Linked DNA regions of Mus musculus: all the other regions are linked to region 6. Evidence: chromatin contacts called from public promoter capture Hi-C data. All regions are on one chromosome and are shown on one strand. Each heading gives the region's core, a stretch centred on a gene start, on an enhancer-like site or on the middle of the called end of the contact. The rest is flanking DNA. Distances are from core to core; before and after follow the strand shown. Region 1 holds the start of Phf11d (PHD finger protein 11D). Region 2 holds the start of Cab39l (calcium binding protein 39-like). Region 3 holds the start of Mphosph8 (M-phase phosphoprotein 8). Region 4 holds the start of Cdadc1 (cytidine and dCMP deaminase domain containing 1). Region 5 holds the start of Parp4 (poly (ADP-ribose) polymerase family, member 4). Region 6 holds the start of 3110083C13Rik (RIKEN cDNA 3110083C13 gene). Region 7 holds the start of Rcbtb1 (regulator of chromosome condensation (RCC1) and BTB (POZ) domain containing protein 1).

What was found. Promoter capture Hi-C pulls out the DNA fragments that hold promoters and counts their contacts.
Region 1: a contact with region 6 is called in a promoter capture Hi-C map of liver, with 8 times the contacts expected there. The contact joins the promoter of Phf11d here to the promoter of 3110083C13Rik in region 6. A contact is called at or near these places in 4 of 39 promoter capture datasets (cranial neural crest, hippocampal neurons and liver) and 1 of 9 other capture datasets (liver).
Region 2: a promoter capture Hi-C map of liver shows a contact between it and region 6, with 5 times the contacts expected there. The contact joins the promoter of Cab39l here to the promoter of 3110083C13Rik in region 6. A contact is called at or near these places in 5 of 39 promoter capture datasets (the 3T3-L1 cell line, hippocampal neurons, liver and 1 more) and 3 of 115 datasets of contacts at active chromatin or transcription factors (astrocytes, large pre-B cells and pro-B cells).
Region 3: a promoter capture Hi-C map of pre-B cells shows a contact between it and region 6, with 3 times the contacts expected there. The contact joins the promoter of Mphosph8 here to the promoter of 3110083C13Rik in region 6. A contact is called at or near these places in 3 of 39 promoter capture datasets (hippocampal neurons, liver and pre-B cells).
Region 4: a contact with region 6 is called in a promoter capture Hi-C map of pre-B cells, with 6 times the contacts expected there. The contact joins the promoter of Cdadc1 here to the promoter of 3110083C13Rik in region 6. A contact is called at or near these places in 9 of 39 promoter capture datasets (the 3T3-L1 cell line, 3T3-L1-derived adipocytes, the C10 cell line and 5 more), 1 of 115 datasets of contacts at active chromatin or transcription factors (astrocytes) and 1 of 9 other capture datasets (adipose tissue).
Region 5: a promoter capture Hi-C map of pre-B cells shows a contact between it and region 6, with 2.4 times the contacts expected there. The contact joins the promoter of Parp4 here to the promoter of 3110083C13Rik in region 6.
Region 7: a promoter capture Hi-C map of liver shows a contact between it and region 6, with 4 times the contacts expected there. The contact joins the promoter of Rcbtb1 here to the promoter of 3110083C13Rik in region 6. A contact is called at or near these places in 15 of 39 promoter capture datasets (the 3T3-L1 cell line, cranial neural crest, embryonic stem cells and 8 more), 5 of 484 Hi-C or Micro-C datasets (CD4 T cells, bone marrow-derived macrophages, embryonic stem cells and 1 more), 7 of 115 datasets of contacts at active chromatin or transcription factors (astrocytes, embryonic forebrain, embryonic stem cells and 4 more) and 2 of 9 other capture datasets (adipose tissue and macrophages).

The regions. Positions count from the first base shown.
Region 1 is chr14:59,364,100-59,367,165 of GRCm38.p6, reverse strand. Phf11d (PHD finger protein 11D) reads left to right here and starts at 1,676. Exons shown (of 11, transcript NM_199015.4): 1 at 1,676-1,799. The coding sequence starts at 1,757.
Region 2 is chr14:59,439,456-59,442,691 of GRCm38.p6, reverse strand. Cab39l (calcium binding protein 39-like) reads right to left here and starts at 1,729. Exons shown (of 11, transcript NM_026908.4): 1 at 1,674-1,729. Gm45935 (predicted gene, 45935) reads left to right here and starts at 1,812. Exons shown (of 24, transcript NM_001320725.1): 1 at 1,812-2,105. Setdb2 (SET domain, bifurcated 2) reads left to right here and starts at 1,812. Exons shown (of 14, transcript NM_001320720.1): 1 at 1,812-2,105.
Region 3 is chr14:56,666,885-56,669,862 of GRCm38.p6, reverse strand. It overlaps Mphosph8 (M-phase phosphoprotein 8), which reads right to left and starts at 1,615. Exons shown (of 14, transcript NM_023773.2): 1 at 1,299-1,615. The coding sequence starts at 1,511. It also overlaps the pseudogene Gm4032.
Region 4 is chr14:59,596,147-59,599,208 of GRCm38.p6, reverse strand. It overlaps Cdadc1 (cytidine and dCMP deaminase domain containing 1), which reads left to right and starts at 1,250. Exons shown (of 10, transcript NM_027986.3): 1 at 1,250-1,454; 2 at 2,250-2,347. The coding sequence starts at 1,373.
Region 5 is chr14:56,574,313-56,577,553 of GRCm38.p6, reverse strand. It overlaps Parp4 (poly (ADP-ribose) polymerase family, member 4), which reads right to left and starts at 1,935. Exons shown (of 35, transcript NM_001145978.2): 1 at 1,824-1,935. It also overlaps a transcript of Cenpj not described here.
Region 6 is chr14:57,997,408-58,000,665 of GRCm38.p6, reverse strand. It overlaps 3110083C13Rik (RIKEN cDNA 3110083C13 gene), which reads right to left and starts at 1,354. Exons shown (of 2, transcript NR_166770.1): 1 at 1,204-1,354. Micu2 (mitochondrial calcium uptake 2) reads left to right here and starts at 1,404. Exons shown (of 12, transcript NM_028643.3): 1 at 1,404-1,636. The coding sequence starts at 1,427.
Region 7 is chr14:59,199,790-59,203,068 of GRCm38.p6, reverse strand. Rcbtb1 (regulator of chromosome condensation (RCC1) and BTB (POZ) domain containing protein 1) reads right to left here and starts at 1,841. Exons shown (of 12, transcript NM_027764.2): 1 at 1,485-1,841.

The sequences.
Region 1 (3,066 bases), core at 427-2,926, 1.4 Mb before region 6:
CACACACTTGCCTGGTGTTTATCTTGGAAACTAGAGACTTTCCTCAAAAGCACAGGCCTTGCTTTTCTATTCTTCCTGATAGTGTGCGAAAGGCCTTCTCCAGGACCTACCCAAGGCCCTTGCCATCCTGTGCTAGGCCCTTTCATTTTGCCCAGGCTATCCATGGTGCCCTGTTTAGTTGCCTTTCTTCTGCCAGGCACAGGCTGCCCTTGGCCCTCTTAAGTGCTGCTACATCCACTCCAGTAGTGACCTGTCTGACAGGCTGAAAAGCCTGGGCGTGGTCCTGAGGTGAAAAGTTCACGGAAACTTAGTCTCCTGGAAATTTGGCATTCCCATAGCTAGAGTGCCCCAGATTTGTCCCTGCGATAATGTAGAGGGTCTTGCATGCTTTCTTACAGTATCTTACTGGATAAGAGTTAGAAATCTCAGGGCACACTATTCCCATATGCAGGAATTTACCATTATCTGGGAAGAAGGAAGATTGTGGTTTAAGGAGGAACAGGAGTTGATACTTAGAACTATAGATAGCTGAGTTACACCCATACACAGGAATTTACAATGGCCTAGGGGGAAATCGGACTAAACGTTGGACTAGATTAGGAACTATGGCAAGGGCCAGAAGCCCTCGCCCCTGACTTCTAGTATTAAGCTGACCTTAGGTGGGGCTGCTTTTGATCCCAGTCATTAACATAGAATTTTATCCCAGTTGGTTCCTGCCAGTACTTTGTAGGCATTCCTCTGTTTTGTGTAAAAGTCACTTATAAGACTGGTGCTCGCTTTGAGACAAAATACATTCAGATCCACACTCCCTTGTGTCCTGTCTGTCACCCCCTTCTCGCTGACTCCTTGATCACCTATAACCGGAACCTGAGTTTCACCCGTGGATCGAGGACCCAAATGAGGTTCGTCTGCAGCAGAGTGCCTTCCCTCTAGACTATATCTTTGATTTCCCCCGAAAGAATGAACTTTTTAGAATTCTATTCCCTATATGTTAGTGCCTACATGAATGTTTCCCTTTGTCACTGGGACTGAAAGATCTACATTTCTGTGTGCTTTGTAGCCCACGGGTGCTAAATAAAAAGTCCTTACTGGCACCTGGGTCTAAGACCTATTAATTTTTTGTCCTTTAACGATACTCCCACATAGACCAAACAATGTGCTACAAGTTTCAGAAGAACAGACCGATTGTTCCTTAAGTTAAGCACAGGCACGGTTGGGGTGTCTGGTGTGGGTTTTCTCCAGCTGATTGATGGCTATTGTGGTTGTTGATGTCACACACCTGGGAAGAGAACCCTTCTCCATATTTGCCTCCATCAGAGTGGCCTGTGTGGCATTTTCCTGACTGCTCGTTGTGGAGGAAGGCGCAGGCCTCTGTGTGCAGCAGCAGCATGGGGCAGGTGGTTGTGGACTGTACTGCACAGCAGGTCTAGAGAGCCAGGGAAATAGGCAGAAAGCCTCCCTGCTCCTGCTTTCTTCCTTGTTCTCTGGATGATGACTGCACCCTGTTAGTCCTATAATCCATTTCCTCCCCTAAGTTATTTTAGGCCCTGGTTTTCATCACATTGGCAGAGTAAACTTTTCAAATGACTATTCAGAGTTGAAAATCTGCCAGCATGCTACAACATGCACTTCCCGCCAATTAGGTCTTTGCTTTCACTATGCACATTTCGGGAAACGAAACTAGGAGCTAGAAGTAGAATCTGGAAACCAGAAACTAGAAACTCAGTCGTGCTTATAGGAGTACAGGCGCCCAGTCATGGCCCAAGAGACAGCACCACCGTGTGGCCCAGTCTCAAGGGGTGAGTACTAGAGTGATGGCCAGCAGGTACATGCCATACCCCACTCTCCCACCTCCAGGGAGACTGCAGGATGTTGCTGAGGGTGGAGCTGGGCTTACAGTATCTGGGAAAGCTGTAGGTACTGGGAGCCTCTGGAACATGAAATCTCTATGTCAGCCTGTTCCACCACGTTGGGTCTTCTCTCCAAAGTTCTAGAAGCTGTGCACTGTAAAGGGAACAGTCAAGACATGCTCGTGGGAAAGGAGGCGAGGCTTTACTGGGGGTGCTAGCAATCTGGAAAGGAAGTCTAGGTCTTTGTGGGCAAATGGAGAATACCGAGGACCAGTTTGGGGGTATGTGTTTCTTATAGCCATCAGTGTCTTAAGAGTTTGTGTTGTGCAGGCTGATATTTCAGGGCCACCCATGGTGACAATCTCCTTGAGATGTTTTTCTCTTATTATAAGAGCATGATGATCCAGTTTTTTGTCAGTTTTGTGGTCCACAAGGCGTCTGGAACCATCTTAGAAAACAATCAAGAATGGCCAGGAAGTTCTATCTGGGTAAAGAAACAGAAATAATGCACAGAGGACAGCAGGAATAACTTGAACGCTGGTGTTGTTGACAGGCTACTTCAGGCCTGCCCCAATCCTGTTTCTCCAGTAGAAACCCGGCCCAAAGGTTAAAGCAGGAAATACAGACACAATAGGAAGGCACTAATGCCAAACCTTTAAAGGCCTTTCAAGCAACAGGGATAGCAGTGATCACTGCTCAAGGGAAGTCACTATTTTCAGGCAAAGCTTTCATCCTTCCATCCCTGAAACAACCCAGGGATCCATTATCCTCCCCCACTTGGTAGAGATGTTTCAGCCTATAGCCATCCTGCAACTAGTATATTCTTGAGGTTTATTTTGTGTATGATTATCTTTTCTGCATAAATGTTTGTATACTCCTCATGTACTTGGTGATTTAGTGTTTAGAAGAAGAAGGCAAAGGATCGCTCCTGGACCTAGAGTTAGAAATTTTTATAGGTCACCAAGTAGGTGCTAGGGACTGAGCCTGGGTCCTCTGCAAGACAAATAAGAGCATTTGTCGACAGAGCTATTGCTCTATACCCTGGTGTGTGTGTGTGTGGAGGGTACATACACATACACACACACACACACACACACACACACACACACGCACACACACATTGAGATTAACCTTAAAACTTCCTTGGGGACAGTTGTGAAGAATTCCAACCTTTTTTTTTTCTATTAGATATTTTCTTTATTTGCATTTCAAATGT
Region 2 (3,236 bases), core at 480-2,979, 1.4 Mb before region 6:
AAAAAAAAAAAAAAAAAAAAGTAAAGTAAGAAAGTCAATTTTTTGTGTGTGCACTGTTTGTGTTTGGTTCTTTCTGTCACAAAATATCCCCCTCCTTTATTGTCAACTCAGCGGAATCACCAATTAACCTTGCGCACAGCTTTAATCCTAGCACTCGGGAGGCAGAGGCAGGTAGATTTCTGAGTTCGAGGCCAGCCTGGTCTACAAAGTGAGTTCCAGGACAGCCAGGGCTACACTGAGAAACCCTGTCTCGAAAAACCAAAAAAAAAAAAAAAACCAACCCACAAAGAACACACACACACACACACACACACACACAAAACAAAAAAACAAACAAACAAACAAAAAAACAAACCAATTAACCTTGAATAACTTAAGTTATTCAACCTTGAAATAAAATAAAAAGTGAAGATACTGGTGTTAAGTTTATCAAAACTGTTATAAGTGAATCACAAAATATTTGTCTCTAACAGGCTAGATTTTCAGATCTGGCAGCTTCTTTCAAATAATAAAAAAAAAAAGAATGCTTTCTACTTCCTTTTCTACTTTTTTTTCCCCAAGAGAAAACTGGAAAGAGGAAAGTACAGTGTCTTGCTCTTCCCAAACTCCAACACCCTCCTTAAATAATACCCTGTTCCATAAAGCCAGCCCGCATAGCATCGCAGACCCAGAAATGTACAAAGCTGTCATGGCTTTCTTGTTTGGTTGGTTTTGACTAGGTGCAGAAAACATATTCGACATGTGTTAAATTTAATGTGAAGCTTCACAATTTCGTTTCCAAAAGTCAACTTTAATTGCATAGATGTATTCATTTGAGTTGTATTGTTTTGGGGTTTGGTTAATTTTGATGTGTTTTTCTTTCTTTTTTTTTTTTGCAAACTTTTTTTTAAAATCAAGTTTATAATGTTAAAAATATGTAAAGAGAAATTTACAAAAAAAAAAAAAAATCAGCACCTTTGAAACTGGGGTAAGGGTGTGGCGCTCCTGTGGCAGAAAGATCCGGTCTGCCTGAGCTACATGTATACCTAGCATGAAGTGAATTTGGAGCATGACAAACACTAGTTTACTTCCCGTTTCTCCTTTTTATTTTATTTTATTTCTCTCTTTTTTTCTAACGTCATTGAATGAATGCTGGCGGCATGCTTATGAATAAAACTACTCTCACACAACCTGCTGTCCATGTATGTCAAAGGATGAACTCTCGAGAAGGGCAAAGGCTCCGCAGTTGGCCCCTGGCAATTGACAAAAAAGAAAAGTTCTCTATCGACCCGGAGGCCAGTGGTCGAGACAGCCCCCTCTCCCTTCCACGACTGGCTTTCCCGTGTTGAATCCTACAGCCAGCCTCCTTTAATCATGACAGGGGTCGGCGGTGGGAATCTTCGCGCCACAAACACTGCTGAGCAACTCTCGGAAACCAAGGGATCAGGGTTAAGACAGGAAAGCAAAGCCTGCGCCAGACTCTAATGACCAGCAAAGCCAAGCCGGGGCCACCGCCACCGCCACCACCACCACGCCTGCCTCCCAAACACAGGGAGGAGACTCCGGGCGGGCGAGAAGAATCCCCTGCTAGTTAAGTCGCCCCTTCACTCCCAACACTCCTGTCACCCCGAGGACTCTCCTTCCACACACACACTCCCAGAGCCGGAAAAGGCTCGCCGCAGCCACACACCTACCGCGGGCAGAGAGCGCTGCGCCACCACTCCAGCGAAGTGCCTCACTTGGCTGCCGAGAACCCGATTGGCCGTAGCAGTCCGCGCGAGACAAACCGAGAGAGTCGCCGACCAATCAGGAGGCCGCGCGCTCCGGCCGGCGCCGCGGGGCCGCGGAAACTGTGTGGAGCTCCCTTGGGGCTGATGTCTCCCCCGCTGAGGTGAAGCCGCCTCGGGACTGCAGACTCTGGTGCGGACAGTGCAAGGCGCGCGGGGTGCCAGGCCGCCTCAACCCGCTGTCTCAGTAGCGGGGGTGGCCGGGGCTCTCAGTCGCGTTTCCCCCACCGTCTTGCGGCGCTCACTTTCGTGGCTGGTGATTTCTGAGTAATTTGGCTATCATGGGCTGTAGACAGCGGAGCACAGACAAGATCTTCAGGACACTGGTCCATTCCACAGGTAAGGTTACACTGGCCATGAACAAATGAAATTATTTATCAGTTGAACTTGATTGGTATCTTCGGAGCGACGGACTGACTCACTACTCAACAGTCCAAGATCAATAAAGTCACTGCAGAAAGGGATATGATTGACAGATCATATGATTGGCATGTAGTAACATGGTTCTTTGCATGTTAGTGAAGAAAACCAAAGTGGAGGATTAATTTATGTTTAGTCTTAGATTTGGTAAACAGACCATTAGCTCTTCCAAATACCCTACCACATACGATAGGATAGGTTTCTATTCTTCACCAGAAGGCGTTTTGCCATTGTTGTGTTGTTTAACATACGAACACGTTAAAAATGTGCCTGACCCTGACTTACGCTCCGATTATGTCATGCCTATCAAAGAACCAACGAGATAGTGGTATCTTAGTTTTTTTAGTTTCTTTTTCCTCCAAGTAAAAAGGAAACTTAGATCTAAATGAAGTTGCCTGTATGTTTGGCCAGATGAAAGTTTGAGACTGGCAAAGAACCAAATTTAAATAAAATTCTCCTGGCAAGCTGGGAGATGGTGGCTGGGGAGGCAGAGACTAGCGGATCTCTTGAGTTCTCTCCGGATTGAGTTCCCGGAAAGCCAGGGTTACCCAGAGAAACGTTGTCTCAAAATACAAAACATACAAACAAATAAAAAGTACACTAACAGTGAAATATTAGTGTTGTCTTTGGAAGATAAGCTTTAAATTTCCTTAACTTTTTTTGGCAATTTTTTTTCTTTTGTAAATTAGCTTCCAAGCTACACTGGTGAGAGCTTTTTCTTTAGTTGCTGTTTGCTATGTGGAAGTCCAGCCTAGTAGACCAGGATGGCTTTGAGCTACTGGTCCTCCTGTCCCCACCTGCCCTTTCCTGAGGTGTCAGGCTGAGTGAGTGTACTGAGGTGGAAGTTACTAGAATCTAAGGTGGAAGGCAGCTTGGCAATGTCTCTTTGTGGCACTTGGATATCTGTAGTATTAATTTTACAGTGGAAAGGTTGCCTGGCTGAAGTACAGTGTATAGCTTATGTTTCCCTTTTAACAGTTTGCATTTCTGGTGAGTCTCATTGCCAATGTGATACATACTTCTTTTTGGCTAACAGATTTTCAAGTTTCT
Region 3 (2,978 bases), core at 366-2,865, 1.3 Mb after region 6:
GTGGTGGTCTTTAATCCCAGCATCCAGGAGGCAGATGCAGGCACATTTTTGAGTTTTAAGGCCAGCCTGGTCTAAACAGAGAAATCTTGTCTCAAAAACAAAACAAAACAAAACAGGAGTTCTCAGAGAAAAGCACCACTTTAAAGAAATGTCTACCATCAAGCCAACATGGCACAGGGTAAACAGCAGTCCATTAAAAAAAAAAGTTTGTCAATGGATTAAAAATTAAGATGAAAGTTGGCATATGGCAGATAACAAATGACAGAAAATACAACAGAAACAAAACCATCGTATAGGCACGATTCCTATCTACAGCCCTTATCTTCTCCTTTCTCCAAATTCCCATTTCGTTTACTCATTCAATAATCCCACAGCCGTGAGATAGATCTCTGTGGTAAAGCTCTTGCCTTGCATTCATGAAACCCTGGGTCCAGTACACGGTATCAGATAACGGCAACAACAAAATCAGCCTTTGCTGTTACTGGACTAAGTGTCCGTGATTCAAGCATTATTATAAACCACATCCCCTGATTAAAGGAGCCCACAATCTAGAGCAGAAAAGACAAATACAGAGATAAAAGACAATGACTTAAATAGAGGTAAGAGAGTAAGGACAGAACTGAGAAAGCACCTTTTTCTGCAGAGCTCGGGTAAGGGAAGAGAGGGGAGAAAAGGTATCACAAACAGATGGATCCCAAGCCTTGGAAATACAGACTAAGAATTTCTCCCGGGGACGACATTCGCAGCAAGGAGGATGTTAAGTGTTCAAGCACGATGTGCGAAGATTGTCCTTTCAAGCTTACTCTAAATCTCTTGAGTTACACTCATAAAACGCGCAGAAAAGGGACACTTTGGGTTGGGAAACCTTTACTGTCCCGGGCACTCGGTGTGAATGGGATTTCCTGAATTTAAGCCAAGGAGCATTTTCTACTTTTAGAAAACATTGGGACAACGGTGTAGAGAATCCTCCAGTCTTTCCTAACGGAAAGCCATGGCCCTAACCGTATACCCGAATGCTGAAGGCCACAGAAGTCTCCCACCAGCTGCCTTGCATCCTACGATTCTCAACATTCCATGTCACCGCTTCGTCTCTTCTGCCAAAACAACACTTAGAACTTCCCTAAGCATCCATCCTCCACCGACTGCGGCCAGGGTCCTCTCCAGGATGTCAGTCTGCGCCTACGGACCGCCACCGTCCTCCCAAGCTGTTCCAGGCTGTTCGGCGTCCCACTCGGATTCTCCCAACCCGCCGTCCCCGCCCCGGAGACTCCCTGTCCGGCCGCTCAGCCCCCACATACTCCCTCGCACTTCATGTCCAGGATCCTCTCCACCTCGAAAACGTCCTCCCCATCCTCCTCGCTGTCCCCAACGGCCACCGTTCCTTTGGTGGCTGCGTCCTTCTCTTCGTCCCCTGCTCCAACTCCTTCGGACTCGGGAGAACGGCCAATGCTGTCGGGAACTGACATAACTAGAGCGGCCGCACTCATGCCCTCCTCAGCCGCCGCCGCCATCACAGACGCAGTGCAAAACCAACGCGAAAAACCGCCGGCGACCCACAGCGGGACAGCACCGCGCGCCTGCCGCTCCGCCCTAATCCGCTCCAGCGGCGTGACTCGACCGTGAGGCAAGCCAGCCAATTGTGGGCGCCGAGCTCTGGATTGACACACAGAACGGCCAATCACGCAAAGGCGCGCTCCCCGGCTCCCTGGGGAGTTCACGGGAAGTGGATGGGCGGGTCGACGGACTCTGAGGAAGAACGCTGCCTCAGGGAAGAGCGGAAGGGCTCCCCTGGGGAGACTGCGAGGGGCGGTCCTAGCACCTCACCTCCCAAACTCCGGTGACGCCCGCTGCCTGAGGAGACCTGTTGTTTGGATTGTCGGAAGGAGACCATGAGGATTCTGGGAAAGGGACCCCCAGTGTTAGCGAGACCCGCCTGTGCGGAATGGCTGCCCAGGAATCCTTTCGTATGGTTTTGGCTGGCTTATATGGCGTCTGCGGTCGAATCAATTACATATAGCCTATAGGGATATTTCATTTTAGTGAGTAGCGTTTATAGATAGAGAATAGGGACCCGGAGGTGGTTCAGCAGATTACGGCCCTGGTCGCCAAATATGAGGACCTGAGTTTAATTTCCAAGGGCATACATAGCGAGAGAATTCCCCCAATATGTATTCTCTTCTGTCAGGAGAAAGGCCAATCTTTACAGCAAGACACTGTATCAAGTAATAATTTATGGGATTTACTTGTTGGGCTTTGAAAGTAGTTCAGTGATAGGGCGTTTGTCTGGCAGGTGATGGTTGGAGGCTTGGTCCTAGTAGCTGAGTAAAAGTTGGTTCTCTCCTTCAAAAGATAGAGCCCAGGTTGCCTGGCTTGGCCCCATTTGGGCTATACTTAATTAATTGGATCATTCACACCTGATAAACCAAGCCAAAACCACCTATGTGTTTGTTCCCAAGTTCCCTTGCTTCTTATTGAATTGAAAATATCAGAAGCAGGTGCGGGGTTGATGCAAGAGAAACGAGTAATATTGATGCTACAAAGGAGTCACTAGGAAGCGAGCCTGCGATATGATTGGAAGAGAATTACCAGGCTTATTACAAACTCTAGGAAAGACATTTTTGTGCCAACATTGAAGTTTTGGGTTGCTGAGAAAGTTTCTGTTAACGTTAGTGCACTAAGATTGACCTCCAATTAGACTCCATTTCCACAACAAAAGGAGACAACCCTAACTTACAACCAGCCATTAAGCCTATCCACCTTATTAAAAAAAAAAAAAAAAAAAAAGCCTCTAAGGGGCAGCTCAATGGCTGAGCCCCAAGTCACACCTATCATTAAGTCCTAGTTTGCCATTAAATCCCCTGTGCCCTTGTGAGGAAAAGCCTAACTCTGCTGGTAGGTAGGCAAGAGGACCCTGAATAACAACTATTTGAAAAGAACAACACTGGTGTATATGCTTAGAAATAATTCTGACTATCTTC
Region 4 (3,062 bases), core at 1-2,500, 1.6 Mb before region 6:
CTCCACCTACAAAATTTCAACAACATGGCTGCCAAAACAAGACCCGAACAATGCCAACACCAGCTAACTTGCCAACATGGGTGAAATCTCCCAGGGGTCCCATATCTAGATGAAGGGTAAATAATAACAGAGGAGAAATTAGTCTTCCCCAAGAATAAGTCCCCTCAACTAGTTATCCAGTACCAAGTGATCAGTCCTAAAAGCATATACATACAAGCACATATATGTAGAGATATATGTGTGTATATATTATATACATATATAATACATGTATATAAACAATAGTGGTTAAAGAAAAACCATGAATTAATTTAAAAATGATCAGGGCCTCGGGGAGGGGGGAGATTTGTAATGATATTATATTTTAAATAAAAATAAAACTATTTTTACAATTTTTGTTCAAATATCCATCTCTGGAGTTAAGGGTTGTAGTGACCCACTCTGGATGTGGGTGTTGGGAACTGAACTCAGACCCACTGGAAGAGTAGGAAGTGTTCTTAACTGCTGGGCCATGTTTCTGACCTCTCCAGGCTTCATTTTACACTTTATATTTTTCACTGGGGGCTGAGGAGATGGTTCATTGTGTACATGCTTTAGATATAAGCTTGAGGAGTTCCTTCTGGATCCCTCAAACCCACATTAAAAAAAAAAAAAGGTCTGAGTAAAGCTGCACCAGCCTGTAGTCACAAGTGTGTAAAGTCTGAGACAGGAGGATGAAGCTCCAGTGTAGCCAACCAGTGAGCTCCAGATCCAAGCAGAGACCCATTCTCAAAACAAACATTTGGAGGGCCATATAGAGGAAGATACCCTCTGTACGGTAAGCGCGCACACGTACGCTCTATTTACAAATTCATTGGGACGGACAACTCAGATTTTTCAGGTTCCGCTGTCTACTTAACTCTTCGATCCTCCCAGTTCTCTTCTCATAGTTTGTGTGAGTTTGGATATGAAGCAGAACCAAATACCCTGGGATCCGCCCACATCTGACGGCTGGGTTCCGATGGCCCTGCTTCCCCCACCTCGCCCACTCCGGTTCTATGTTCGCCTCTCTCTGTTTAAGTCCTCCACCCTGGTCCCCTACTGTCCCGAACCAAGACAACTTCAAGCGTCCTTCTTTCTGCAAAAATCACTGAACACAGCCTGCTACACAGAGTAGCATAACTGATAGATAACCACCACCACCACCTCGGTGCGCCGGACTCTGACGTCACATTAAGCGCCGGAAGCGATGGGGGGGGCATACCGAGACGTCATCTTGCTGCGCAGAACAAGCGGTTGTTGACAGGCCGCAGAGGTGGCCGTAGGCGAGCTTCAAGGAACCTATCATGCCTGACCGGGCAAGCTGTCCTGGGCCGAGGCCTTTGGGCTGGGGATGAAAGAAACGGATCAGATGCAGAGTTTGGAGGGTTCCGGGGCCGAGAGGTCAGTCGGCACGCAGACGGGCAGCATGACGGGTGAGTGCGGTGGCCTTCTCTCCCGCCCTGCCCCTCTCCTGGCGCTCTGCACGCTTGCCCGAGTCTCCCTCCAGCTCCGCATCCTGCCTGTCCTGTGTCTCCGCACAGCCCAGCACCCTCCCTGCTCTATGTCTCCTTCCCGCCCTGCTAGCCTGCTACTCCCCCCCCCCCCCCCACACACACACATACTGCACCTCCCTGACACCCTGCCTGCCCTGTGACTCACAGCGACTCCTGTCTGCCCCGCCGTCCCTGGTCTCCTTGCCAGGCGCGCGTCCCGGACACTGTGCTGTCCAGGCTTCATAGGTCGCGTCCTGTCCTGCACTGGTGGGTGGTTGCACCTAGAGTCAGTATCCCGGAGCTGAAGAGCCTGAAATTGCGCTTTGGCAAATTCACCACCCGTGATACCTCCCTCAAGTTTTGCCTTATGGTTGAAGATCAATCATGTTCCAACCATTGCCCTTTTAGCAATGCCAGGTTCCAGAGGGGTAGGGGTGGGGACCTTGCTCCTCGGCTACATCAGAGAGGAGCCCTTATCCTATTGATTGATTGATTATTTCCAGAGCCTTTGTATCAGTTTTACTATTTTACCTGTGGGGTGAGCTGGAGAAAAAAAAAGCACCCAACTTTGGAAAGTGCCACCCGAGGTCACTGAAAGTGAGGTTGTGGCCACTCTTGCTAAGGAAGCTTTTATTCTCCTGCCTGCCAGACCATCTGCAGCTCACTCGTAGCTTTGAGCTTAGCTCCTCTGCCTTCACTAGTGAAATTCTGAAGTGCTTGCCTTCTCTTTTGTAGGTCAAATACCAAGGCTTTCTAAAGTGAACCTTTTCACCCTGCTCAGTCTCTGGATGGAGCTCTTCCCAGGAGTGGAAGCCCAAGGGCAAAAATCTCAGGTATACCTTATTTCCATAGAGAGTGTTTACCCTTGGAAAAGCAGTAGTCTAAGTCTGGTTTCATTGGCCAACTGTAGTCCTAACAGCCAAATGCAGCAAGAACCTAGGAATGGTGTCATGGCTTTTGTATGCTGTGCCTGTAACCACAGCGAACTAGCTCATATTTCCAGTCTGAAAAGTTATTTCTAGTGTGTGCCATGATTACCAGGTATTAAGGCTTTTCTTTTGGAGACATTTAGCGCCTTAAAAATGTGCATTGTAAAAGTCAGTTTGCTAGTAATACAAAATTTGGAAATCCTTTTAGCTTTATTGTCCATATTTTATCTCATCGTAATTCTGTTATATACATTTAACTTGAATCCCTTTTCAGTGCAAAAGTTTTTTTTCTCACCCTTGGTTTCTGGCATCCTCTCCTTCATCTGACAGATACCATGGAGGTTTTGTTTATTTAAGAGAAATAAGTTGGTTTTGTTTTAAATATTTTATTTGAAATCTTGTTTAGAAATCTGACCCATACCTGTTATCAGTTTAAGGCTTTAAAAATTAAAATCTAACTGGACATGGAAATAATTGCAAGAGGCATCAAAAGAAATCCTTGTTTTCTGAAAGCCGGCCAACTTGAAAAGAGGCTTGACCTAGAGACGCACAACTTTCATAACCTGACCCATCCCTGCTATTGTTCACCATGTTACAATCTTTCCAACTGTGCTTCATG
Region 5 (3,241 bases), core at 686-3,185, 1.4 Mb after region 6:
GAACGGCCAACTCACCCCTATTTCTGCATGACACGATGCAATCCTCAAAAGATCCTAAAGACCCCACCAGACACTATGTGTTGCTGGGTTTTAGTGAATTTGTTTGGTTTGCTTTACATTTTTTTTAGCCTTGGCTAGCCTAGAACTTGCTATGTAGACCAGGTTGGGCTCGATCTCAGAGTTCTTTCTCACCCGAGTCTTAGGCTTGAAGGTGTGTACCACTACACCTCACCGGCCTGGTATAATGTTGAGATCCAATCTGTACCTGCTGGCCTAGAGCTCACTGTGAAGCTCAGGTCTCAAACTCATGGTGATCCTCCTGTTGTAGCCTCCAGAGTGTTAGGATTACTGGGGTGTGCCCCCATGACTGGCTTCTACCAGAAAATCCTTAGACTTGAAAAACACTTTTAGAAAAGTAGCAGAAAAAAACCAACAAACAAAACATAGGCATCCTTTCACTGAACCAAATACAAACGTGTCAAAAAGACCTGAAGGGAAAAAAGTCATTTCCAATAGCTTTTAAATATCAAACTCGAGCCTGGTGGTGGTGGTGGTGGTGGTGGTGGTGGTGCACGCCTTTGGTTCCAGCACTCAGGAGGCAGAGGCAAGCTGATCTCTGAGCTTGAGGCCAGCCTGGTCTATAGAAAAAGTTCTTGAGCAGCCAGGACTATACAGAGAAGCCCTGTCTCGAAAAAACAAAACAAAACAAAAAACTGCACAGTGGAGAGAGAAGGCTGCCTCGCTAGGGAGTGAACACCCACGTTTCTTCCTTTCAGCGTGTCGTAGGGGAGCCCATCACAAGCCGTCTTCCTATTGGCTGCCCTGAGACAGATCCCAGCTTTGATCCTGTTGTTACTCTTCCTTACCTCATCTCACTGCTTACAGTCAAACATGAAAGTCAGGGCATGAACCCCTGACAGGAACGTGGAAGCCGGTGGTTCTCAATCTTGACCCCTTTGACAGTGGGTTTAAGACTATAGGAAACACAGATATTTTTACTTACTATTCATAACAGTAGCACAATTTAAGGAACTGACTGGATTAAAGGCTGTGATTGGCATGTAAAGTGAGTAGATTAATTAGTGGTCAAGGAAGAACGCAGTTTACTGGCTTGCTTTCTGTTTCTGCTCACCTCATACAATCCAGGACCACCTGCCCAGAAGCGGTGCCTACAGTGGGCTAAGCTCTCTTCCTTCAGTTAGCAATCAAGAAAATGCTCTGCAGACACACCCCAGAGGTCAATTTGACGGAGGCGATTTCTCAATTGAGGTTCATTTTTTTCCAGGTGCGTCAATTTAACAACCAAGAATAGCCATAGCACCGGAAGTACCTTTAGTAGGACAGAGGCATAAATCCAACCTAAGGACAAATCTACGTGGGGCGGATTTCCTGGCCTTCCCCTTTTTCATTAACATAAATTGTAACTGCCATAGGTAAGGCCTAGACAGACTAAGAATTTCTCTATTCCCAGTCTTGGCTAAAACTGCAAATTAACTCACCCCATCTTTTTTACTTATTTTTTGTCTTAATAGGACCCGGAGCTTAGTCAGATTCGGCTAAATTTCAACTCCAGACCTCAATGAGTTATTTTCTTCTACCAAAAGTTTCCTCAACTTTCAGAAAGTAAAGAAATGTTGCGTTCTGTTGCAGTTATTTTCCCAAAACAGCAGTGGGTCTGATGGCGCAGTCAACATTGACCTCCCCTCCCCTGGCACTCCCCTCCTAGGGCCGCTGACCCTGAGCCAGGCCTCAGAAGGTCAAGACCACCAGAGACTACCGGGGACCCTCGGGCTGTCAGACAGCCTCCTGGGGTACCCACGCACCTGCTCGGAGATCCCGCCTGGCCCTTCCTGGTGTCGGATGGTCCCCTCCTCCGTGCTCCGCAGCCAGCGTTCCAGCCTTGGTGCTTCCGCTCCAGGCGCAGCCGGGTTAGGTGGGGCGCGGCGGGGCGGGACCGTGGCTGCGGCTCCTGAACACCGGACCTACGCCCCTTAGAGGGATGTCCTGCGACTGTCCAGCTGGGGAGAAGGCGTGGCCTCAGCTTTCCAGATCAGCCTAGCGTTCAGGACTTTCACTTTCTTTTTCAGAGTGTAAATTGCCAGTAGGAGTAAACCCAAAATTCGAATCTGGGAGACTTGATGGATGGGGACTTTTGACAGAGAAATGATTACGGATTGGGGTTAAATAGGGTGCTGGAATCCCAGGGCAGGTAAGAAACAAATTTCCCAAAGGGGCATCAGAGAGAATTTAGGACTGAAGAGCTAGGTCATTGGTAGAAAGCTTGGCTAACATTTGTGGGCCCCTGGGTTCGATTTTCAGCAGCAACAGTGGAAGAAAATGAGAACTTCTGAGTTTGAAGCGCACAATAGCATCCATCACTAATTGGAGACGCTCAAACGATGGGTCTAGGGCTAGACAGCTCAGCTGGTTATTTGCTTCACATGTGTGGGCCCTGGGCGCTAGAATCAGAAATGTACTGAGTAGGGACTGATTTAGAAATAATTCCATTAATAATTTCAGAATATGATGAATGAAACGAGACTATAAGGTCTAGACTAGAGAATTGAATGTAAAAGGTGAATTTTGGTGACATGATTTATTGGGTGCTGTCCTCAGGTGCCAAATGATCTGGAACTTATTATGTGTACTAGGCTAGGTAGCCAGTGAGCACTAAGGATCTACCAGTCTCTTCCTCCCAGCACTGGGGTTACAAGCACATACCATTATGTGTGGCTTTATATGTATATTATATGGCTTTATATATAGTATATATAATATACTATATTTGTTTGCATGCATACACATATGTGTGCTTATGATTTCTCTTCTTCTTTGACATGACTGGGTATAGGACTCATGTCATCAGGCTTGTAGGGCAAATACTTTACCCACTGAGCCACCTAGCCAGCTTCCAGCTTTTTCCTTTTTAAAATGGTGGGGGGGTGTGTTACACTCCGGTCTTTATGCTTACCAGGCAAGCACTCTAGGGACTGAGCCACCTCCCCCTCCCTAGAAACGTCTTTACTGGACTGAGGATATGCTTCAGCAGGTTAAAGTGCTGTGTGAAGCCCTGGGTTCAGTCCCTAATACTGTATTAAAAACAGGGTTGGTGGTATATGTGTGTAGTCCCTACAGACTGGAGGTACAGACAGGAGGATCAGAAGTCAAAGATCTTTAGTGAGTTCTTAAAAAGCAAAGCAGAAAAGGAGACATTTTTACTGTACTACTAGTTTCTTGTCTT
Region 6 (3,258 bases), core at 105-2,604:
AAAGACCAGGCGCTCGGGAGGAGCAGACAAACAGAGATAGGCCCTTGAAAAGTGTTGGCCAGCTTTGAAAGATTACAAAAAAAAAAAAAAAATCCAAAGAAAAATAATGGCTGTTGCTAAATGCCATGCATAGGGCCTGACAGCACTGACCTGTACATGCAAATGTTGTCAAAATGCTAACGTCCTGTACATTTTACTTCATTCAAACACCAAATTTTAGGGGCTGAGTAGACAGCTCATCAGTTAAGAGTGTTCTCTGCTCTACCAGAGCACCAGAGGTCCATTCTCAGCACCCATATCAGGCTGATCACAACTGCCTCTATCTCCAGCTACAACACCCTCTTCTGGACTCTGGGGGCACCCACCCATATGTGGCATAAATACACAGAGGCATACACATAAAAAATGAGTCTTGATAAATAAATATAAAGGGCATTTAGCTATAAAAAACGGAGATCTGTAAGGGTGAGCATGTACACATATTCTTTCCTTTTTTCCTTTTGACACAGGATTTCACTATGTAGTTATGGGTGGCCTGGAACTCACTGCGCAGACCAGAGGTCAGAAAACAACTTATAGGACTCTCTTCTCTGACTTCTAACTCAGGTAGGCAGGCTTGGCATGAAGTGCCTTTATCCACTGAACCAACTGTCTCAAGTGACTCACTATAATCAGACATGTGACATTTGGGGCAAATATAATATCGTCAATATTTTCAGCCCCTTACCCTAGCCTCTTTGAGGATGAAATTCTACTGTTGCATCAACACCCACAGTGGTTATACCCAGCACCCTCTGCCGCTTACTGTTAGAAGTGTTTCCCTCTCCAGCTCTAAATGTGCCCACTTACGACTGACATAGGCTTTCCCGAGAGAGCTAAAGATGCTATGTTTAAGTCTATCGACTGAAAAACCATGCTAAATCTAATTTGATTCCGCATTTATCATCAACACCCTTCTTAGTCCCTATTCTTAATCTAGTTTGTCCAATATATTCCACCCAGAATCTATTACCCTTCCTTTAGTCTAATTTCATGGGGGGGGGGGGGTAGAGACCAGAAGGGGGCGCTGGATGCCCTGGAGCTGGACTTATCTGTGGCCTTAAGTCTCCGGAATCCAGCTGTGGTGCTCTGGAAGGGCAGCAAGCACCCTTCACCCCTGAGCCATCCCTGCAGCCCCTTCTTGGCCCACAGTGGTGACCTGACCTGTTAGGACAGTTAACCAGCTAACTCATGTCCTTTGCCTTGGAAACTGTCACCGGAGCCGAGGGTCACCTCAAAACCACGCTTGAACGTCGAGGAAGCAGCCACACCTAGCAACACACGCGCAGAGCACGGTGGAGGGTGATGAGCTCTCGCGAGAGCCCAACTCTGTTCTCGGGCAACAGACGGTGAGGGCGGGGCGCGACGCTCGGGCGCTTCCGCAAAGATGGCGGCGGCTGCGGGAAGAAGCGCTTGGCTGGCGGCCTGGGGCGGAAGGCTGCGGCGCGGGCTCGCGGCCGGCCGACGAGCTGTGCCGACTCGCGGCCCTCTCGCAGCGGCTGTGGCCGGGGTAGCCCTGGCAGGCGCAGGAGCGGCATGGCATCACGGCCGCGTGAAAGCAGCCGCGCGCGAGGGCTCCCGAACGGTGTCGGCGCAGGTACGGCTCAGCCCGGCCCCGCCCTCAGGCACCCCTGGGAGGGGGGCGGAGGCACAGGAGACCCTAGGCGCCTGGCACGAGCCTGGAGGGCCTGGGGGGTTCCGGGAGGAGGCGGCGGGAGGCCCCGCCCGGGATGCGTGTGGGCGTGGCTGGGGCACGCCTCTGCCCACCTGGTGGATGGAGAAGGGTCCTTGACGTTTGCGGGGGCTGGGCACCCCTTAGTTAGCCTGCATCGTTAAAGAGTTCCCTGGTCGCTTCTTTGTTGAAAAGGGTGGCGTCGACCTACTGTGTGAGCCACACACCCCCCCAGTCTAGAGAATATCAACTCTAAAAGTTAAACAGCTGATAGTTGCAGATTTTATCAATTCCAATGACAGCTGTTACATAAGTCGAAACCGTAATGTTTTAGTGGACCCCGCCTACGCGGCAAAACAAGTTTTCCTAAACCTGAGCTGTCAGGATGCAAATGTTAAGTACCCTACTTCAAGATGAACCCGGTCTTGTAAAACCTTGGAAAGTTTGAATGTACTCTCTAAGATTTTTATAGAGAGAGGCATTTCAGTGTTTTGGGTTTTAGGGTTTTTAAAATTAAAAGCAGTTTTTTATTTTCCTTATTTGCTAGGTTTCTGTTACCTAGTTCTAGTGGGAAAACTCAAGCATTAAAATACAACAAAAAGAAAAGCATACCTTACAGATTAAAGGTTGGTAACTGTTTGATTATTGAACAGTTTATACAAACATTGACTCCAACCTCACACCACATCAGAGGTGGAAAAAGCTACACAAGCATTATAGACTACTTTTTAATGTTTTCTGTGATTTGTTTTCATTTTATATGTATGAGTGTTTTGCCTGCGTGTATGTGTGTACACTGAATGCAGACCTGATGCCCAAATGCCATAAGCTTGCATTGGGCCCCTAGAACTAGAGTTACAGGTGATCCTAAGGGACCACAAGAGTGCTGGGAACTGAACCTGGGCCCTCTATAAGAGCAGCAAGAGCCCTTAACCACTGAGCCATCTCTCCAGCCCCAACATTTTTGTTCATTCTATGTCAACCAAATTTATTGTTCATTATTGGTTTTTCTGTTTGCATATTCAATTCCATCCTATCCAGAACCTTAGGTTAGTCCCCCTGTGGTATTTACTTTAACATCCAAAACTACTAGTGCCTAGGATAATAAACTCATGTTTTGTTTTGTTTTGTTTTGTTTTTTGCTGGTGTTGAGTTTCCAATATAGTAGGCAAGTGTTCTACTACTGAACTACATCCCAGCCCCCCACATTTAAATTTTTGTAATATAGAGCCACCTTAGTCACAATCCATGACTTGTTATTAACTCAAAAAACTTCAGCCAGTGACTCACTCACTATCTAGGAACCAAATTTAATTCCCACCCACATTCCCTCCACAGTTTATAAGCTGATTTCACCTCCTTTGAGTTCTAAGATTTTTCTCTGGTTTCCTTTGTGTTCTGGCTCCCTTCTAGCCTGTTTCCCTTTAAATTAGTAACTTCAGCTTATCATTCACACCAATGTGGTATTTTGAGCGTTTCCTCACTTAGCCTGCTCATTTTCTTTTTAACCTTCCACCTAACTAAAGAAACCCAAACTCATTATCAAT
Region 7 (3,279 bases), core at 592-3,091, 1.2 Mb before region 6:
GCTCAGGGTTCATTATTGGGACTCTCTGTCCCCACAACTTTTTCTCGTGTATCAAAAAGTTATCCCAGCTAACAGTTGGACACATGAAGTGTTCATGTTCACAAACTACAGACTTTCCTAACATCTTCAGAGGTTTCAGAAAAGACCTTCTCAAATGAACTCCAGTACGTGAGTGTGATAAAGTCTATCTACTACTCCCAGAATACAACAGTAGCCTAGTTATTTGAACTGATATTCAGTATCTAAATTCTAGAATCAAGCAGATTTTGGTAGCTTCAGTGCCCAAACTTTTGCTAGTGGCTTTTTCTTACAATCTGAAATCTTACTGTGGAAACTCTGGAACTCCTCAAATTTCCAAAGTATATAGAACTCACACTCTAAAATATAAGATGTTTTCTCTAGGTGTAAAATTACAGATTATGTACATTCTTCTTTATATTTATTTATATTTTCTAAATTTTTCTTCACTCTTAGCTTGTAAATGTTTTGCTTGTTATCAAGACAGGATTTCTCTGTGTAGCTCTGATGGTCCTGGAACTCGATCTGTAGACTTCTTATAAACCGTATATTGTGGCCTAGATATACTTGAAAACTTGAAATTTTTCGTCTATATTGTGAGCCAAATTACATAGTAGATTAATTAACTGACATGTTAGGAAATCTATTCTAGTTAAAGTCCAGCAGTTTTTATCACATCTCTGGATACATATAAGGTAATGTACTGTCTTAAAATTTTTTAACTATAGATCCTAGTTAAGAAAGAAAATGTATTTCAATGTCTTGTCAGGCCTGTAAACGCATGAAGGCCCAACCTTTGTTTCATATGCTTCCTTTTAAGTACCAAATGCAGAAAGAGCAATTCAATTGCATGACTCTCGGATAAAGACCCCAGACTTCTCACTTTCTGGTACACACAGGCACTCAGTTTAAAACCTTAGAACACAAAATTTAAGCTACGAGCTTCATAGCTTTGGTTTCCTGTATATGTTCTGAGATTCGTAGAACTTAACACTTCGGATCATAAGACTTAAAAATCACAGAAGAAACACTTCAAAGATTAACGCATCACTTCCTCTTCAATAGGCACAAAGAGGGGGAAAGGAAAAAAAAAAAAAAAAACCCGCCCCGAAGTACTGGTATTCACACAATGGAGTAAAACCCAGGCCACAGAAGAAGAGAACCTAAATCCTGTTGTGATTTAAATTGAAGTCAAAATTTAAAAGACACTCTAAACTCCCGTAAGGGTCCCGTAAGCATCATCTCATGCCTGCCAGCATTTCTTGCTTTTGATGCTACGCCCGCTACAGCGCACGCCAGTCTCAGAAACTCCGATTGTTTTGCCCACCACGAGCTTTAATCCTCGTAGCAGTAACGGGGCAGAGGCGAGGGAGACTATGAATGTTTCTAAAAGCAAGCTGTATTGTCTTATAAAACTGCAACCCTCGGCTTCGGCGCTCTGCAGCAGTCAGCCTCCCACCGCTAACCTGCGTGCTCCGGGTTCCTCCCCCGCAGGGCGGACAGCGCAGCTCCTCAGAGGCAGGCCGCGGGCAACGCCACGTACTCGGCTCGCCGCACACCTGGGGGAAGCGCCCGCAAGACGGAATCCGCGGGTGCCCGGTGCGGGGTGCGCGTCGCCGGGGAGTCGCGAACGCGCCTGGTGCGCACGGCCCTCGGGAGGGCGCGGACTCAGCAGCCAGCGGCCGAACAAGGCCCTGTCCGGCTCGCCTGCTCGCTCGCCCGCACCGCCGCCCTGCAGCGCTCTACCTGTCAGGCCGCCCGGCCAGGCCCTGACTCCGCTGCGCCGCCGCCGCCTTAGCCGTAGCCGGCTCCTCCCCCCCAAAACCGGGAGCGAGCACAAGCGCCCGGGCCGCCGGTCACGTGGGCGGGTCGCGTCACGTGACACCGGAGCGCCCCGCGCAGCGCGCGCCCTCTGTCTGCTCAGGTTCCCGCTCGGGTTTGGTTGTAGACCGGGCTGCTGGCGCAGCGCAGGGGCGCCGTAGTGGCTCCCGCGAGGACCGGAAGGCGAAGGCGTCCCAGGATGGCAGCAGAGCGTGGCCTTCCTCCCGCTCCGCCCATCCCAGGCCGCTGGTCTTCAGGACACGTGTCTCTGCCCGGTCCGAGGAAGGCCAGGACGCCTAGGTCAGGAGGGCAGAGGCAAGGCTGCTGAAAGCTCTCTCTCTGCCCAGAACTTTTCTTGTGTTAAGCGGGTACAACTGAGGTCCGGAAGGGAGCGGCCGCTTTGTGCTTTGTGCTTTGTGCGTCTATCAGAAGAAGCTTATCAGTTGTAAAGTCCCCTACCGCCCTAGGCTCTCCCATTTGGCACTAGAGACCAAAGTCTACACTTGGCACCCCAACATTCAAGCTATCTTGTTTAGACTCACCTTTCCCTTTTCAGGTCCCAGCGGTAAATACAAATCCCCTTTGTTTTCTGTTTACCACTAAGCAGATGCGGTCCAAAAACCTTTCTGTCAGCACATAGTAACTACAACGTGCTTCCCCCCTATAGAGAATTCTTGTTTCTCTTGAGTACTTTCGGTGGATTACATTTTTAAATATATATATATATACCTTAAATTGCTGTAGGCCTCTCAGGGTTTGTTCATTCTTTTGCCTTGATCTCAAATGTTCAGAATCACCATTTCCTTTCTCAAAGAAAAAACAGGAGGAAGAGGTTAAAAACAGATTTTACTTAGAAATTATTGCAATATAGAAATTGAGCCCTATTTTATACCCTAATGTTTCTTTCTGTTGTACTAGTCCCTGGGTAAAATCTGTTTTTACCAGTTTAATGACTCTGGCTCTGGTTTTTTTTTTTTTTTTCCTAACATTTCCCAAAATATTCATCGGTCTCTCATCTTTCAAAATTGAGGTCAGACACCATCTATTCTTCTTGCAGACTTAACATCTTCAGTTGTTGTAAAAGTTCATTGAGACAGCCTCAGCTACAACTACTCCTCTAGTTATAATACTACATACTCAAAACAGAAAATTCACAATGCAGGTAAATGTATTACTCTGCATCTAAGAGATTAAGTATCTATTGTTACCTGATCTCACATATTATGAACTCTTCATAACAGGGCTATATGGTCTTACTACAATAACTGAGAACTGACTAGACTCTCACTATCAGCCAATGGAAGAGCAACACCAAAAATATGGAAATTTGGTAGACTTGAGGGAGGATAGAAATGGAAAATTATGGGAACATAGGGAAGAAAGGAGTCCCTTACCACAGAGTCTTTCTGAAGCGTTTTGCAGCTGCAAATAGAGTACAAT